Regions from separate parts of the Mus musculus genome. Here regions 1 and 3 are each linked to region 2. A link is a contact called in public Hi-C and HiChIP or PLAC-seq data. All regions are on one chromosome and are shown on one strand. Each heading gives the region's core, a stretch centred on a gene start, on an enhancer-like site or on the middle of the called end of the contact. The rest is flanking DNA. Distances are from core to core; before and after follow the strand shown. Region 1 has its middle 16 kb from the start of Gm29928. Region 2 holds the start of A430010J10Rik (a long non-coding RNA gene). Region 3 has its middle 33 kb from the start of Gm38825.

Region 1 (4,431 bases), core at 1,763-4,262, 49 kb before region 2:
AAGTGTGGATGGAAAGGACCTTGTGAAGGAGATGGGTGTCAGTGAAAGGATGTGACCAGAGCAGAGAGTGGTTTAGTCTCTAGAACCTAGCAGCATGTTGTTCAACAGAAGTGCTGTGTGACTGACTGGGTAGCTTAAGTCACAGGGTGTTGAGTCAGACACTGTTTAGTGTCTTAAGGGGTCATAACAAAGTACCACAAACTGGGCGACTCAAACGTCAGAAATGTATTGTCTCACAGTTCCGGGGGCTGGACCTAAGATCAAAGTACTGGCTGGGTGGCTCCATGCAGGGTTTTGAGAGACTGTTTTCACTGCTGTGCCTGTTGGCTTGCTGGCAATCTCCACATTTCTCGACTTCTAAGGAGGGGCTTTACAAATCTCTGCCTTCATCTCCACACAGAGTTATCCCTGTCTGCATGTCTGTCTCAGCAGTCATCACACCTTAATCGTGAGGTCTTCAAATATCCTTTTTGCAGATAAGATCAAATTTGCATAGGTTGTGACTTTCACATCTCTAGGTGGAGGTGGGGGATACAGCTACACCCCTTGCAGGTTTTCAGTTCAATTCTGCTACTTAGTGTCTTTGTCTTCCTGGAAGTATCACTGACTAGGTGTCTTGAAAAACTGTTCTCTTTCTTTTCAGCCCAGTTATCTATTTATAATGGGACAAAGAGTGTTTGTTTTGTTTTGAGACACTGTCTTACTATGTAGCCCATGCTGGTCTTGTGCATTCTATCCCACCTCTGCACCCCACCCCTACCCCCCATCCTAGGACTACAGGCCTGGCACCAAAGAATTCTTCTAGATACAAGAATTAGCATGAAGTATCTAGTGTCCATCCAGTTGTATTCACAGAGCTCTTAGGGAAGCCAAGGACTGGCAGGCACCACTTCTGAGACAGAGACAGAGGTGCCCCTGACATACTCATTCTCTTGGTTTCTTTTCTCCTCCCAACCTGAAATCTTTTCAATCTCTTCTTTCTTTCTTTCTTTCTTTCTTTCTTTCTTTCTTTCTTTCTTTCTTTCTTTCTTTCTTTCTTTCTTTCTTCCTTCCTTCCTTCCTTCCTTCCTCTCTCTCTCTCTCTCTCTCTCTCTCTCTCTTTCTTTCTTTCTTATAGCTTTAGACTTAATCTTTATTCACATAATTTTGGGGTGCTAGAAAGTAAAAGCTGTCAACTTAGGTTTTCTTCACCTCTTGCCAGGATTGTGGTAAATCTCACTACCCTGTGCCATGACTCAGAGCACTGGCATTGACTGTTGCCCATTCACCTGTCTCCTGGGCTTCTTGCCAGGCACCCAGTGTCTGGGTTTCTTGTGAGACATTAAGTGACCAAGTAGAACTATGGCACCAGTCCCCATGGGCTTCAATGTCCTGTCCCATTGACCACTGAGACCTAACAGGGACTCTGCCACCTCCATGCCTCCCCAGGTCAAGTGGGATCTTCCCTTTCTGTGCGCCAGGATGGAACGTGGGAGGTTTCTCTTTCTGAGTTTCTCTGATGGTTAGTTGCTGTGAACATTTACTTCTGGGGACTTCCTCTAATGCTCGGTGTGGGGAAGGGCACAGCACCCCTACCTCCGGGCTTCCCAGAGTTTCTGGACAGTTCTAGCCCCCAGGAATCCTTGTTCTGAAACCATCTCACCCATAGGATTTGGTTTGTTTGGTCTGATTTGGTTTTTGCTTTTTGAGACAGTGTCTTTCTACATGCACCTGACTGTCCTGGAACTCACCATGAAGACCAGTCTGGCCTCCAAATCACAGAGATCTATCTGCTCGTGCCTCGTGAGTGCTGGGATTAAAGGTGTGCCCCATCATGCTGGGCCTCTCAGCCCTGCTCTTACTAGCCTTTCCTATCATTGGGGATGCCTATCTATTGTCTCTATTTCTGACCAGGCTTGGGCTTGAAAACATCAAAACCAGAAAGGGGTTGCAGGCCCCATGCCTTTCTCCTTAATAACTCTGTCCCTGAGGCCTGAGCATTCTGCCCCAGTGGGAAATATCATGAAAGTGAAAAAATAAATTTTTTGTAAAAGTCTATCATCCTAACTTGTTTCAGTGAACGTATAAACCAGTAAGTGAATCGTGCCCAGGTTCCTTGGGAGATCCTAGCTAGCTTCCTGGAGCCCACACCTACATGCTCAGTAGGGGATCAGAACCCCTATACTTATTCTTCACGGACAGCATAGTGACTATGCTCCTGGTCCCCAAGCCTAACTCGAGTCACTGTTCTCTCTGTGCTCTCAAGCATGGCTATGGTGCTAAAGAGAGCTCATTCATGCCTGCAACGGTTGTAGTTAATATTCTACATGGTTGGCCTCCTTCCTACCTGGAACTGGTGCTTACACATGCAGTGAAACCTTTGTCACTCACTACTTGGGTGACCTTGGCTGACTTTGCCATTCCCTGCTTCCTTTTCCTAGTAGGTAAAACGGAATGGTTTTTAAAGATATGTAACACCCATAGCTGGGTTGCTATGAAGTCTTAACTAACAAGCTTGTAAGCCTCTAGTGGACCTGACAGTGGTGCTGTGGTGGATTAGCTATGGCTGCTGTTGGCTTGAGCTGGCTCCCTTTTGTCTCACCTTCCTAGAGAAGAGACTGGATGTTTGCTAAGAAGCCTCACTGCAGCAGAGTGGACTCCCCTGATAGGAGTCATCCAACTGAAGGCCTCTCCTGAGGTCCATCACAGATTCATAGTGTACTAACCACTCATCAATAACATGTAGGATATCAAGCTCGAGCAGGACAGCCTATACCCCAGACATCTAATTGAGAGAGAGGCAGACGGGAACAGGATACAAAAGAATGGTGATGGCAACAGCTAACACACTGGGTTCAAGGAGGCACAGAATCAGGGAGGGTATTGTTTCCTTACTTATTTGTGTGTTACTGTTGTCTTCTCAGCCTTCACCTTTTCCAAAAAGGGGTTTAAAGGAATCAGGTAGAAATTCTGCCCAAGAGGGCATCTGTGACCTTGGCTCAGGCCTTGGCTCAGGCCTCAGGCGGTTGACACTAGGTGCCAGAAGGTCAGGGATTGTTGGGGCTCAGGGGACAGCATGTGCCAGGGCAGCACTGTGTGGATACCCAGGTATGGATGTTTCTTTCCCAAGAGAGGACATGGCTGCTCAGTCATAGCTGTCTTCCCACCCCCTCCAACTCCCCCAACCCAGTCACCTTCAGGTTTCTATTTGAACTTGCTATCTTAACAAGCTAAAGCTTGTTTCCTAACTACTAGTCTCAGATCAAAAGGACAGACTGCTACATTCCAGGAACCATAAGAGATGAAGAGGAATAACAGGGTCATGCCCCCTTAATAAAAGTTAAAATATGCATGCTGTATACCAGAAACTAATATTTTAAAATACTCTAAATTCTGGGCTAGAGATTGGTCAATGTTTAAGAGACTAGCAGCTCTTCAAGAGGACCTGTGTTCTGTTCTCAGCACCCATATGCTGCCTTACAACCATCTATAACTCCAATTCCAGGTGATCTAGTGCCCTCTCTGGCCTTTTTGGCACTCCGTGCATGTGGTACATACCTATGCATTCGGACAAAACACTAACGTACCTAAAATTTAAAACAAAAATCTTTAAAATACTCAAAATTGACCATTTTCCAATTCTTTACTATTATGTACCCAATGGCTGTTGATATCTAACATCCCTGGTAGAAACTGTTGTGATTATAAAAAGATAAAGGGGGTCTAAGAATATGTTCTTAGAGGGTTCTGTAAGGTATGGGGGGAAAAGGGTACCTCAGAGGGCCCATGCCAAGGCATCCCCCTCCCCGAGGAACCAGCCACACAATGGTATAGTATAGAATAGAGTTTATTCAGGGCATGGGGAGGGGAGTTAAGAGGGTAATAGAGGCAGAGAAAGGCAGTGAGGGGAGATAGTAGAGGCCAGCCATGACCCTGGGGAGAGAGGGGGGAAAGGAAAGGGGCAAGAGAGAGGCAAGCTGGAAGCAGTAGTAAGAGAGAGAAAGGAGGGGGCAAGCAGCCCCTTTCATAGTGTGGGCCAAGCCTACCTGGCTGTTTCCAGTTAACTGTGGAGTGTGGAGATTAGACAGAATGCTAAAAGAAACACTGCAGAGTGCTATTCCATGGTACACTTCTTTACAATTCTCCCTTGAGGCCAGCTTCATCATGGCATTGCCAATGTAGGCATATTTACATCCCTGAAATTGGTCATTGCTACAAATCAGACCTTTGTCAGTTATTTCCTTGTACCAGCACACCACTGAAAAATCATGTCACTTAAAGCTGTAGCCACCTACTCCCTCCATTCCCATGTACTCTGATTTGTTCTCTTATGAACATACTACTTTTAAAATGTGTTTCCTTGCTTAGTGTCCTTATTCCTTGTAAGCTCTATGAGGCCAAAGTTTGGGGTTTTTTTTATTTAATTTTTGCTTTGGTTGTTTTTTTCCCCCT
Region 2 (4,175 bases), core at 1,086-3,585:
CATCAGTTGGGACTAGAAGCAATGGTACCTGGCCACTGGTCAAGGGAGACAGTCATCAGGAGAAGAACACAGCTTGGATCAACCTGGCACATGAGATCCATTTACTGTGCTTTGGTGAAGAGTGCTAGGAGCCACAACCACGAGTCTAAGCTTCCAATTGCACCTCTCAGGTAGAGGGCATTTGTTGCCAGGAGAATTCTCGGGATCATTGAGACATTTAATAATGTGCTTAACAGCAGTAAAAACCAAGACAAATTTATGTGATTACAGTACATTTGCTAAACTCAATAGGTCATTCTAGCTCACTGGTTATTGGCATAAGCTGAATCCAAGTCTCCATTCCACCCACTTCTTGCTTCCAATTCAGCCACAGAAAGTAATCTACTCCCTAACAGCATGCCAAGTGCTATGCTTGGTGTTGGAGCCCTGCAATGGTCAAGACCATTTCAACAGTTGGATCCCTCCACTTCATCTCCTAGAAGATATCTACCATTGCTTTTTCCTTCTTTCTAAGCTTTGAGTTTCTAGAGGATTAACTTCACAATAGCTTGGAATTGGAGTAGGAATCTCTATGGCTCCTGTCTATAGGACTAAGGCCAGCCCATCTAGCACAGAACACTTGTACTAGGCCATGGTGGATGGGTTAGCTACTTCTCTAGTTGCTGTGAGAAAATATTTGACAGAAACAACTTAAGAGAAGAAAGATTTGCTTTGCCAATGGTGTCAGAGGCTCAGTCTATCATAGCAAAGAGGAACAGTGGCTGGGACAGATATGTCCTGGGTGGAGGGATTGTAACAACAGGAAACAGAAAAAAAAAAAAAAACCAAAAAACCAGAAGCAGGGCAGACTATAATTGTCAAGCGCCTATGTTCAATGGTTAGGCCCCATATTAATTTGTCCCAGAACTTCCCAGAACCTGCTGGGGACCTGCTGGGGACCAAGTGCTCAAACATTGTGATACACATCAAACCAATGACTTTCACCTAGCAGGTAAACCAGGCTCTCTGTGGAGAGCGACTCTGGCTACCTCTGCCTCACCTGTTCCTAGATTTCCTTATTGGCCTTGCTCAAACAACTCTTTACCTAGAAGTTTCCAGGGATCTATCAGGTTCCCTGGTCTCTTCTTTTTGTATTTAAACTTCTGATCCTCCTGCCTCTACTCTGAAGTGTCGAGATTACAGATGTATGTCATCAAGCCCAAACAGTGTGGCAATTTTCGTTTTACACCTTCAATAGTAGTGTGCCTTGTAGCCACACAGAGGTCTAATGTTTGAGCTGGAGAAGCAATCAGCTTTTCAGTTTTTCTGTTAAGGGAACTTGATACTGTAGGTAAGAGCCACTAAAAGATGTAACAGAAGGAGGTAACATGACACAGTTCTTCTGAGAACTGCCTGGTCTCCTGTCAGTGAGAATAAGATAGCTCGCTAGCCAAATTGAACCAACTGGTTTGAGGGGGGGGGGCGCGTTGGTGGGAGTACAAGAATCCCAACTCTTCCTTTAAGGCATGGAGATCTTCAGTTTCCTGTGCAGTGGCCTAGGAGCATCGTGTCCAGAGACTAAATCTCTCTGAGATCTCAGGACCTCTGCATTCTGTTCTCATTCTCAAGAGTAGATATGTCTCTGTTGGTTTTCTCTGCCTAAAACTCGTCCCTCAGGCAACCAGACAAACCAAGAGCACAGGTTGTGTGTTCATTGGATGACAGACTGGACAAAAGCTGTCAGGGAGAAAGCGAATCCTCTAAGAGAGACCAATATCTCCTCCAGGGCAAGGGAACACAGAAGCCAAGGTATGACCCGAAAGCCAGCTGATTTGTTTGTGGTGAGAGAATCAGCTTCGACACTGCTAAAAGTTCATACTGGCCAGACCAACGTGTTCTCGCCCTGTTGAAAAGTCCATTCCTACAAAGCCAAATTATTCAAAGGAGACTTGGTGAACAAGTGTTAAATGAAATGTGTTCCCCAGCTTAGTTGTCAATGGAGTTCTCAACCGTTACAGGGATTGCCTTGCCAAAGGACTTCATCATTCAGGTCTGCTGGCCAAGTGTCCTTCTCACCAGAAGACTGATATAAGGCCAGTCCTTGAAGTCTATCATGCTTTTAAGTTTTCATGGCTGGCCAATTTCCTTCTCTCATAATGTTAAACCATTTCCCCCAAGTCACCAAGGATTCATTTAATCCCTTATTGTCACAGACAAACTCAAAGTCATCTACTTAAGAACACATTTAAATACAATTGCCTAGTTTTTAAACAAAAACTTATCCCAACCACTATATATACATACATATACCATATACATATACCATATATATATATATATGCACATATATATATATGTATATACACGTAAAGATATTTCTTATTTACATGTGCTACATGTGTGTTGTTGGCTGCAGAGGGTAGAAGGTGTTAGATTCCCTAGAGCTGGAGTTACTAGAAGTTATGAGCTGCCCCACACAGATGCTGGGAATTCAACTCAGGTCTCTGTAAAAGCAGCAAGTGCCCCTAACCACTGAGCCATCCCTCCACACACAAAACAAAACAAGTCTCGCTATTTAGGTCACTGTATAGGCTGACCTCAAACTTGAGATCCTTCTGCCATTGCTTCCTGGATGCCAGGACTATGATGTACACTGTCACAACAACCCACCTATTATCAGTTGATTTACAAGTTCGTCAAGGTTGCTGGATAACATTTTCTAATGGCTTGCAATGGGAGAAAACAACCTTTTAAATAAGGAGCTTAATTCTCCCCAGGAATCCTGAGTATGGAAACTCTTCCTCCATCTGAGAAGGGAGTAATCTGAAGGGATTAACCTAGTGCCTGGGAAATTGGGTGAGTACATGGGACACAGGAAGAAAAGGGCAGACATTGGAAGGTCTTGGTAGCTTCCAGCCATGGCAGAGTGCTGTTAGGTATAGGTAGCAGAAAGCACTCTACTAGAACACGGAAAACACATCCTTGGTGTGACGTGATGCTGAGTCCCCAGCCCATCTTCGGCACAGATACTCTTCCCCAACGCTCACCTTTGAACTAAATAACGATATTCGTATCTTCTTGGAGGGCAGAATAACAATGCATGAAATCATAGTCCTTTACAAAATGTTCTTGCTTATCCACCCCATTCAGTCGGGCGTCTTAACAGTGGCGGGACTGACTAGTAATCATTTTTTTTTTCTCTCAAACTGTCATAAACATACCAAAACATTGACCTTCATGTGTCTACGTCTGAGATTAACTGCAATAATGAGAAGAGGGAATATAGCAGTGAGACATTAAGAGGAAAGGTGACCCAGTGCGGCTGGTGCTTGTTGAAGCTGGACAGCTGACACAAGGGGTTCACTACGTTGTTTGCTGTACTTTTAGGTCTTCCGGGGTGGAGCTGTGTATTCCTCTGAGCCCTTGTTGTGACATAGAGTGAATAGGGTGAGGAGGAGCCATTCAGCAACTTGGTCTAGCAGGAAGCTCTCCTTCATGACCTGATGGTATCAAGCGCCCCCATGTGGCAAATGTCTAAATCGTCTCTGCCGGCAATAAATGTGAGCAATTGTCTGATCTCTGTGTCGGTGTGGGCGGGGCTGTTGGGGCTGATGAAATCTAGGGCTTTGTGTATAGTAGACAACCGCTACACTTTATCCCCCGTCCTAACTTGTAATTTAAGAAACGTCTTGATTTTGTTTTGTTTTGTTTTTAAACATTTGTCTATAGATCAGCCTTGGTTATTATGTTTCTGACACACTGCTTCAAATCTGCGGCATCATTTCAACTTCCATAACACTTGACTGCTAATTTGTGATTATCTGCTTATTAATCTGATAAATTCTTCTTCCCTTCTCGTCTCTTTTTCAAATGGACTAGAAGGAAGGAGGAAGAGAGGGAAAGAGAACAGAAAAGAAAGGAGGAAAGAGAGAATTAGACTCTTCTCCCTTCCCCTACCCCAATGTTCATGCTATGTCATATGTGGATTAGCAAGAACCATTGTCTCATCTTCTGCCATTGTTAAGTAATTAGCATGTCCGTGCCATTAGACCCTGTTGGAAACTAACTTCTGCCACTTGAGCTTGTCATTTTACTTCCCAGAATATTTCCCCTTTATCTGTAGCATAAGAGTGGCAACACTAACCTGGCCTCTGCAGGGTCACAGTAGGGTCATGCTAAATGGTATTGGAGAAAGC
Region 3 (4,074 bases), core at 1,568-4,067, 62 kb after region 2:
TTCTGGTTTTAGTCAAGGATAGAAGAGAGGGATTATGCGATCTTCCTCCTCCATTAGGGAAGCTGCTGAGGCTAGGTCAGGGGTGTCTGTGCTTGGAGGCCTAGAGAGGCCATTGTGTGAAGCTGTGAAGGTGAAACTTAAATTGTCTTAGAGACCCCAAGATGTTGGAGATGCCAGAGTGATGGGATACCTGCCAAGGAGAGCTCCTAACAGGAGTGGAACCAGCCTGAGAAGGAGAAGTATGCTATTGTCAACAAAGCTGAAAGGAGTCGGAAATCTGAAGAGCACTTTGACATCGTATGTGGAGATGCAGAGTTTGGAGTTTGCCCAGCTGGTTTTTGGTCTCGCTTTGGAATAGTATTTCCTCACCAGGTTCCCTTTCCTCCGATTTAGAATGGCAATAAATATCCTGTGCCTGTATATGTTGAAAGTATGAGATCTGCCTATTAATTTTTGTTTTGTGGAAAATTAGAGTTAAGAGATTGCATGAATTTCAGAATATATCTAGGAATTTGAACTAATTTTAAACAGGATTGAGATAAGGGTGTTTGAAGTTGGAATAAATACAATTTTACATTATGATATGGCATGAGCCTATGGGGACCAAGGAGTGGAATGTAGTGGTTTGAATAAAGATGGCCCTGATAGACCCATAGTGAGCAGCACTATTTAGAGGTGTGGTCTTGTTGGAGTAGGTGTGGCTTTGTTGGAGGAGGTGCATCACTGTGGTGAGCTTTGAGATCTCAGAAACAAACCTGTTCACTTCTTGTTGCCTGCAGAACGGGATATAGTACTCTCAGCTCCTTCTCCAGCACCATGTCTGCCTGCACACTGCTATGCTTTTTGCCATGATGATAATGGACTAATCCTCTGAAACTATAGACCAGCACCAATTAAATGTTTTCCTTTATAAGAGTTGCTGGGTTTTTTGTTTGTTTGTTTGGTTGGTTTTTGGTTTTTCGAGACAGGGTTTCTCTGTGTACTTTGGCTGTCCTAGAACTCACTCTGTAGACCAGGCTGGCCTCGAACTCAGAAATCTGCTTGCCTCTGCCTCCCGAGTGCTGGGATTAAAGGCGTGTGCCATTACCACCCGGCAAGAGTTGCTGTTTTATTAGGGTTTTATTGCTGTGAAGAGATACCATAACCATGGCAAGTTTTATAACGAAAAATATTTAATTGGGGGTTGGTTTATAGTTTCAGAGGTTTAGTCCATTATTTTCATGGCAGGGAACATGGCACCACACATGATGCTGGAGAAGTGAGAGTTTTACATGTTGATCTGCAAGCAGCAAGGAAATACTGTGTACCACACTGGGTGTAGTTTGAACATAGGAGACCTCAAAGCCTCACCTCCACAGCAACACATTTCCTCCAACAAGGCCACACCCACTCCAACAAGGTCACATCTCCTAATAGCACAACTCCCTATGGGCCAAGCATTCAAACCCTTGAATCTATGGGGCTATACCTATTCAAACTACCACAGTTATCATGGTAATGGTGTTTTTTCCACAGCAATAAACCCTAAGACAGAAGTTGGTACCAGGTATTGGGGTATTGCTGCAATAGGCCTGTCCTTGCTTTCATTTGAAGGAATGTGGATGTTGGTGCACTGAGTTAGAAAAGCAGCTGAATGCTTTCTTTAAGCACAGCTTAACAGGCCATACCAGTAGAAGCATGGAAGCCTGAGGGTGATTTGAACTGGGGGCCTGGCTCAAAAAGTTCAGAGAAGAATTTTAGTATGTTGCCTAAAGATCATTCTTGTGATGTTTTGATGAGGAATATCTGCTTTTTTTTTTTTTTTTTTTTTTTTTGCCTTTGTCTGCCTGAGGCTCAGGTGAGAAGATTTAGATTAATTTTGCATCGGCAAAGGAAATCTCAAAATGGTCTAGTACAGACTTTGTCCTGTGCTTCACTCTTATGAAGAGTATTTAGATGAAACAGAGCAAGCTGAGCAAGGAAAAATACAAAATGTATGGTTCAAGGATGAAAGTGGCACCAGGAGGTAGAATGAAACTAAATCCTGTGTTCAAGGAGATAAACAGATTAAAGACATTAAGTAGAATTAAGGGAGAGGTGACTTCAGGACTCTATCCCACCCAGCTAAGCATTCAATTTGTGGAAAGGAATTAAAGAAAAGCTTAGGTCTAAGCATGGGTGGTATACACCTTTAATCCCAGAACTATGGAGACAGAGGCAAGCAGATCTCTGAGTTCAAAGCCAACCTGACCTACAGAGCAAACTCTGTGACTGCCAATGTTAAGCAGAGACGGAAACCATCAAAACTGAAAGCTGGTGAAGATGTAATTGAATGATGGGGTCATGTTTCAGCCCCAGCAAGCAACAGAACTTGGTAGCTTCAGTCACATGGTTCTGGCTTTAGAATCAAGGAGAGAAGAAAGGGATTATGAAATTTTCTTCTGTAACTACGGAAAGCTGCTGCAACTAGGGATGTGTCTGCAGACTACAGTTAAGAGATTATGTGAATCTCAGAAGAGACTTTAAACTCTGGACTTTTAAACATTGTTGAGTCTATGACAGACTATGGGGATTTTTAAAGTTGGACTAAATGCATTTTGCATTATGTTATGGCTACAAGCGTACGGGGACTAGGGAGTGGAGTGTGTTAGTTTGAATGGGCATGTCCCCATAGATTCATATGTTTAAATGTGAGGAGCTGGTGTGGCCGCGGCCCCAAGATGGCGCCCAGGACTGCTGCCAAGTCTTATGACTGTCACCTGACTTCCTCATATCTCAAGATAGCCACGTACCTTGAGCTGCATTGCACAGATGCACCACGACATAAGATCGGATGATGTGACGAATGCAGTCCTGAGCCAATGAACTGTGCCTATGTGGACTGGGGTGAGGGGGAGTGGACTGGAGGGGATAAAGGGGAATGGCCGAGAGAGGTCGGGGCATTCTTTTTCCTGCACATTGTGAAGTTTCTGAATAAACTGCCTTGAGAAGGACGTCGGTTTCGTCGCTTCTTTTCTGCTGGTCGGAGACGGTAGCGACATTTGAATGCTTGGTCATAGAGAATGACACTGTTAGGAGGTGTGGCCTTACTGAAGGAAGTGTGTCACTGTGAAGGCAGGCTTTGAGGTTATATGTGCTCAAGCTAATTCCAGTATAAGATACAATCTCCTTCTGATGTCTTCTGATCAAGATGTAAAACTATCAGCTCCTTCTTCAGGACCATGCCTGCCTTCTCTCTGCCATGTTTCCTGCCATGACAGTAATGGACTACATCTCAGAAGCTGTAAGCCACCCCTAATTAAATGTTGTCCTTTATAAGAGTTGCCTTGATCGTAAAAGTTGCCTTGATCATGGTGTCTTTTCACAGCAATAAAATCCTAAAACAGACAGATAGATATTTAAAAGTGTATGAGATGTCTTATCTAATGTAATCCAGTCTGATCTCTGAAACAAGCTAGCATCCCTAAGTTCTATGTCTGTTCAGCACACAGACCACATGCTGCAGACACAGAGGTCAACCTTCAACCAGATAGGAATTCACAATAAGGATCTGCAAGCCAGGAAGTGTGGTGCATGCCTTTAATCCCAGCACTGGGAGGTGGATCTCTGTCAGTTTGAGGCCAGCCTGATCTATAGAGTGAATTCTAGGATAGCCAGGGCTACACAAGGAAACCCTGTGGGGAAGGGGAGGGGCTGATCTGATTTTCTACACAAGTAACTTATCAGCTTGCTTAAAGACAATCTAAATGAATTTTCCCCATTCCATGTTTCTTTGGTTTTTCCATTTTCCCTCTTTTCCCCCAAGGATAAGAACATGGCAGCAGTGGGTTCGCTCAACTGACTACTACATGGTTATGCTAGTGTTTTATTAATTCAAAAGCACTTTACAAGAAAATACAAATATGGCTTCTAATAGGAATGCTATACCTGGACTTGATACCAAGTTCACAGATTTGTGTGCAAGAGAAAACAGGCTTTTAAGTTAAACAACAATTTGCAACCAAAACTTTAACCCAAGGATTCTCACAAACATATTTCAAATGACAGTATGAAAATAAATCTTGCACGGTAACTCAAAAGTTCAACTCTACAATG

What was found. A called contact is a pair of places that touch in the nucleus more often than the background predicts. HiChIP or PLAC-seq counts read pairs in DNA pulled down with a chosen protein or histone mark.
Region 1: a Hi-C map of liver shows a contact between it and region 2, with 2.6 times the contacts expected there. The contact joins the enhancer-like site here to the promoter of A430010J10Rik in region 2. A contact is called at or near these places in 30 of 484 Hi-C or Micro-C datasets (the C2C12 cell line, Sertoli cells, brown adipocytes and 12 more) and 11 of 115 datasets of contacts at active chromatin or transcription factors (CD8 T cells, bone marrow-derived macrophages, embryonic stem cells and 1 more).
Region 3: a contact with region 2 is called in an H3K27ac HiChIP or PLAC-seq map of embryonic stem cells, with 14 read pairs. The contact joins the enhancer-like site here to the promoter of A430010J10Rik in region 2. A contact is called at or near these places in 2 of 484 Hi-C or Micro-C datasets (double positive thymocytes and muscle stem cells) and 4 of 115 datasets of contacts at active chromatin or transcription factors (bone marrow-derived macrophages, embryonic stem cells and microglia).

What each region holds. Positions count from the first base shown.
Region 1 is chr6:67,105,404-67,109,834 of GRCm38.p6, forward strand. No RefSeq gene overlaps it. Among named protein-coding and RNA genes, the nearest start is that of Gm29928, 16 kb to the left of the region's middle. Within about 2 kb of position 3,013, at least 13 of the 459 cell types and tissues checked have an H3K27ac peak or open chromatin away from gene starts, as enhancers often do. A contact at or near this core is called in liver and uterus, where this site is marked.
Region 2 is chr6:67,155,466-67,159,640 of GRCm38.p6, forward strand. It overlaps A430010J10Rik (a long non-coding RNA gene), which reads left to right and starts at 2,336. Exons shown (of 3, transcript XR_001785271.1): 1 at 2,336-2,835; 2 at 3,367-4,175.
Region 3 is chr6:67,217,329-67,221,402 of GRCm38.p6, forward strand. No RefSeq gene overlaps it. Among named protein-coding and RNA genes, the nearest start is that of Gm38825, 33 kb to the left of the region's middle. Within about 2 kb of position 2,818, at least 8 of the 459 cell types and tissues checked have an H3K27ac peak or open chromatin away from gene starts, as enhancers often do. A contact at or near this core is called in embryonic stem cells, where this site is marked.